Regions from separate parts of the Drosophila melanogaster genome. Here region 1 is linked to region 2. The links are chromatin contacts, called in public Hi-C maps. All regions are on one chromosome and are shown on one strand. Each heading gives the region's core, a stretch centred on a gene start, on an enhancer-like site or on the middle of the called end of the contact. The rest is flanking DNA. Distances are from core to core; before and after follow the strand shown. Region 1 holds the start of CG6293. Region 2 holds the start of Nuak (Nuak family kinase).

Region 1 (2,700 bases), core at 76-2,575, 47 kb after region 2:
AGAGATGATGATGCCCCGGTTGGCGTCCTCATCGGACATGCACAACGCCGGCGTCAGGATGAAAGGTATGGAAACAATGGCTCCAATCATGGTCAGGTAGTGCTGGAATGCGAGGAAGATGCTCAAGTACCATGGGGGATTATCGTTGATGGCGTAGAGCAGTTGCGGCTTGGGTTTCTCATTACTTGGAGGCGTGTTAGCTGCTTGAGAGTAGGACTTGGAAGCATCTGTCTGGAAATTAATCAATATGCAACATCAAATTATTTTCAACTAAACACTGCTCAAAAGACTACAGTTTTTATTTTATATAAATAGTTTCTTTTTAATTAAACGCCTTTTCCATATAAGCATTTACCTATTTGTAAAAGGATGATCAATGGGCATCGTACAATTTCAATTTGTTACCATCAATTAATTAATAATTGAAAGTAAAATCTTCATCAATATTATTGATCAGTGTAATTATATTTTCTTAATGCAAATATCTATTTGTTTATGCAAATGAGTGGTTTTTAGTATCGGGCATAGAGATATTCTCTCATTTTATTGTATAATTGCAGAGTACTGAAAATTCATTGTTTTATTTATGAGATTTGCTATTAATGTTTTGAATTTATTAACATAACAATATGGCTTAAAACGCCCCATGGGGGGCGGAATTTAATCTTGGCCCGAGTTTGACTGACGGCTCTGGTCTCCAATCGTGATTAATTGAGCGTTAGTATCAGTGCTTCGATCGCTGGCGACGGTTTTTTCTCAGCTTGTTGAGATCAGTGATTTTAATTAGACCATAAATTAATAGCTGATTGGCTGTGGTGGTACTTAATAAATCAGCTTGTTGTCAGCTCATGCATTGCGGACCGAAAGGTATGCGCCGCATAAATATAACAAATCGTTTTGATCGGCAGTTACTTACTGGCGCAGATCGTTGAAAAAATAATTTGTGAATGAACTGTTAATTACTGGGTGTTATCTTAGCGTCTTACCCCTTAAAAACGCATATGTATAACACATCGGCAACAATTAAGTGGGAAATGCAACTGAGTGAAGAAGTGCCTCGCAAAACAAAATCCGATAAAAATCAAAATAGGAACAGATCAATTGGGGGAATTCCTCTTACATAAAATCACGCGTTCAGTTATTATTTGGTTATGCAAAGAAACATTGGACTTACGGCGTCCTCGATGGTAACATTGTTCAGCTCCATGATCAGGCGAGCTCACACTTTATATCCGCCATAAACTAATTGGGCTAACGCACGGGAAAAGACTCCCGAAGAATTCCGCTGTACGTCCGAGCGCGACAAAGCCCCGATACTCAATGGCGTGATCTTTCTATCGAAAATGTTTTATCGCAGAGAGCTGGAAGCCTTCAGTTCAAGAGCATCTGAGCGCACTGGTGCTCTCTAGAATGGTTCTCTACACAGAACAGGGCATAGTGAAAGTAAAATAAATTAACTTGCCAATTCACAACTCATTACAACTCGAGTGCCAAGAAAAATAAGCTACATATTTTAAAAAAATCAGTTTTTACCAAAGTACCTTAAAACATTACCATCTCAGTTGAGCAACCGAAAAAACACCGCAAAGGGATTATAATATTTAATGATTCCCAATTAAAGTGACAAAGTTGGCATCATAAAGATAAACATGCCGAATGTGATAAAGTAGTATATATTATCTTTCTCTTTCGTTAGACGACGAAAATATTTATGATCAGCATTTAGTCCAAATATTTGAAAGCATACTTTTGGGGGAAACAAAATATATCTCGGATTTTATTTCAATTGAAAAATTAACTGTTCATATTCTTGTGTCAATATTTAACTAAATCACTACGTTCATACATAGTTTAATACACATTAATTTAGTTTTGGTGGTTTTTGTTGTTGTAACTGTTTTATAATGGTGATATTTTCATTCTATTCTATACACACACGGATTATTCTTGTAGAAATTGATAGATCCTTTCATATAAGCATTTATAAAAAGTTCGATACAATAATCTCATACATACTTGTATGAAGTGGGATATTCAGTTTGTTTAATGGAAAGATTCTGACAATGCTTTTTTAATGGGAGTGTATGCATTTTGTATGTGTGCACGCCCTCTTCTGCGCAAAGTTCCTTAGCGTAGTTTGTATAACATTAATCATTACGGTTCCATTAAGTAAAGCACACCAAGTTCTGTTGCAGTCTCTCTTACAAAAATTAAATCAAGTAAAGCCATAAAACAAAACTCATGCATATAAATAAAAATGTCTAGGGCAGCGCAGTGCGGTAGGCGAGCAGCATCATTTTATATCCATCTCCAGCATCCTCGGGCAACCAGAGACTATTAGCTCTTCCTTCTCTATCTATTGCCACATACTGCTCTCGTTCTCCGTATCACTTAAAATTTCCACGACCTCTTCCTCGCCCGTCAGCAAACCCTCTTCTTGCGGGAAACCCTTAAAGCCATCGTCCACTTCTCCATCGCCTTCGGCATCGCCATCAGCTTCGCATTCATCCGCATTCTCGCCGAGCAGGGTAATATCGGTCACTATGGCATCATCCGGTTGCGCTTGGACGGTATTTGTGGCTGCTAGTGAAGGAGCCACGGCGGACACATCCATCGGTGGTAGCGTGGCCACAGGATTAAAGGGCGCATCCAAGTCCTCGAGGCCACGTGGCGGCTTCAGTTTCGACAACTCCTCACGCA
Region 2 (2,700 bases), core at 89-2,588:
TTGCCACTGAGTTTGATCTCGAAACCGAGGAGTATGTGCCGCTGCCCAAGGGCGATGTCCACAAGAAGAAGGAGGTTATCCAGGATGTTACTCTGCACGATCTGGATGTGGCCAATGCTCGTCCACAGGGCGGCCAGGATGTGCTCTCCATGATGGGCCAGCTTATGAAGCCGAAGAAAACTGAAATCACTGGTTAGTTGTGTAATTTTCTTCCCATTCAAATTTACTAAAATACCATTTGATGAGCAGACAAACTACGCATGGAGATCAACAAGGTGGTAAACAAGTACATTGACCAGGGCATAGCCGAGCTGGTTCCCGGAGTTCTCTTCATCGATGAAATTCACATGCTTGATTTGGAGACCTTCACCTACCTACACAAGTCCCTGGAATCTCCCATTGCACCAATTGTGATTTTTGCCACCAATCGTGGACGCTGTGTTATTCGGTTAGAAATACTTAGCTCGTAAAACCTATTCGCATTATTAATAAGAGTTACCTCTTTCCAGTGGCACCACCGACATAGTTTCGCCGCACGGAATTCCGCTAGATCTGCTCGATCGTTTGCTGATCATCCGCACACTACTCTACTCCACTGCCGACATGGAGCAGATAATCAAGTTGCGCGCCCAGACCGAGGGACTGCAGCTGGAGGAGAACGCATTTACACGTCTCAGCGAGATTGGAACCAGCTCCACGCTGCGCTACGCCGTCCAGCTGCTGACCCCGGCTCATCAGATGTGCAAGGTGAACGGACGCAACCAGATCAGCAAGGATGATATCGAGGATGTGCACTCGCTCTTCCTTGACGCCAAGCGCTCCTCGAAGCATTTGTCCGAAAAGAACAATAAGTTTATGTTGTAAGTTTGACGATTCAAGCTGAATTGTAATTCCATTTGCACGGATTTCCCAGTAAAAATCAAATAATAAGCAATTTAATTTATTGTAATGATGTGGTAATTTGAAAACATTCAAATGATCATTTCAATGGCGCTTCAAACATCGACAAGAAAAGTGTGTACACACTTCAACTGAAAGTAAATCGGAAATTTTTGGTTGGTGTCTTAGCTAGATTAGGGCGAATCGTGAATTTCTTTCAACGGTTTTTTTAATTGATACGTAGATAAGCATATTTAAACGAACTCGGAGGACTAACCATTTTCTTTTTATAATTCGGTTGTTTGATTGTAATTATTTTGTCTTTCGTTTTCCGCTTAATCTTCCATATTTGCTGCTTGTGATCGCAGCGATATGGCAACTTCCACTCGCGCCACCCTCATTTTCCCACCATGCGACATCAGCTGCTCGCGTTGTTTGGCCAAGAATTCCAATTGGTGGTGAGTTCAGTTACTCAACGAGCGTCGAGCTGCGCACTGCCCCAAAATAAATAGCCAGGGAGCTCCGCTGAAGTGCATGCAGTGAATAGTATATTTAACGATTCGATTCGCGGCGTGGGCGTCTTCTTCTTTTTCGGCCCGTTCCCCTCGCGTCTTGCATCTTGCCTCTCGCTCGCTCCAACAACGCCGGCAACTGCACTTGGCGTGCGTGTGTGTGTGTAAGTGTGAGTGCGTTTGTGGTTTTCCGAAAGAATGTGAAATCATAATAAAAGTCGCGATTTGTTGTTGCTATTCCGCGCAATTAGCCACTATTTAACGCACATGTGTGTGTTTCGAGCTTATTTGTGTGTGAACAAAGCCAGGCAACCCGTTTTGGCGGAAATAAATGCAATCCTGATGGCAGGATCAAGGTAAAATGGAAACATTTGGGATCTATTGCATGAATGAACCAATGTTGAAGAAGCAGCACAAGCAGCAGCAGCAACAACAACACAGCGGCAGCTAGGAGAGCGAAAGAGAGCGAAGGCAAACAAACGAAAATACAATAATAAAAAAGAAGGAAAAACAACAAAAGGTAAGTGCGTGTAATGCGTGTACGTGTGTGTGTGTGTATGGGTCTGGAGGCCGCACCTCCCAATCAGAAAATTAGTGCTGTGTGGGTGCGCGTCACACTTATTTGTACTTATTTTTTCCGGCTTTAACTGTTATTATTATTTAAGTAGCACGAACGAGAGAATTACATAATTTCGGTATTTTTTTTGTGTCTCTCTTTTGAGACTCCGAATAGAAAGCGAAAGTATTCTTATGGGAACACACTAGCGTGTGCGTGTGTGTTTGTTTTATTTATGAATGGTGATTATGAGACTTGATAATTAATTGCCAGCATGCGTTGTGATTTGATTTCTGTGCGTACACCAGTTGAGCGGCTGTCTGTCTCTTTTGCACCCACAGCTGGTCATAAATCAAATAAGAATTTCACGCCACACAAATGAAAAGCAACAAACAAAAGAGACGAAGCGATGAACTCCCTCGCGCTCTGATCAGAACGGGAAGAAGAAGCAGCCGCATTTGCAGCTGCGCCGAGCGATCATTTTCGCATACTTCTTTCTTAATTTGTTTTTGCCGAGCCATTTTTAATGTGAAAATCTTGCGGGCGAAAATTGGTCGCCGCAGTTGGCCAAAAACATAACGCATAAACAACACATTTTATGGGACGCCGGTGGCGGCGCACTTACACAAGAAGAAATTTATCAATTTAAATTAAAAGACTTTATTTTGGTATAAATCATATTCGTTAAGTATGTATAGTTAATATTAAGTATTTTATTATAATATCGTTGTAAAATGTGCTTACTTAAATATT

Evidence for each region. A called contact is a pair of places that touch in the nucleus more often than the background predicts.
Region 1: a Hi-C map of the Kc167 cell line shows a contact between it and region 2, with 2.3 times the contacts expected there. The contact joins the promoter of CG6293 here to the promoter of Nuak in region 2. A contact is called at or near these places in 37 of 107 Hi-C or Micro-C datasets (the Clone 8 cell line, the Kc167 cell line, the ML-DmBG3-c2 cell line and 9 more) and 4 of 6 datasets of contacts at active chromatin or transcription factors (the Kc167 cell line and the S2 cell line).

What each region holds. Positions count from the first base shown.
Region 1 is chr3R:10,310,288-10,312,987 of dm6, forward strand. It overlaps CG6293, which reads right to left and starts at 1,326. Exons shown (of 4, transcript NM_001275530.1): 1 at 1,175-1,326; 2 at 1-231. The coding sequence starts at 1,207. It overlaps Bruce (BIR repeat containing ubiquitin-conjugating enzyme), which reads right to left. Exons shown (of 32, transcript NM_141738.5): 32 at 1,752-2,700. The coding sequence ends at 2,357.
Region 2 is chr3R:10,262,968-10,265,667 of dm6, forward strand. Nuak (Nuak family kinase) reads left to right here and starts at 1,339. Exons shown (of 14, transcript NM_001382102.1): 1 at 1,339-1,911. pont (pontin) reads left to right here. Exons shown (of 3, transcript NM_144351.4): 1 at 1-192; 2 at 250-448; 3 at 510-932. The coding sequence ends at 864.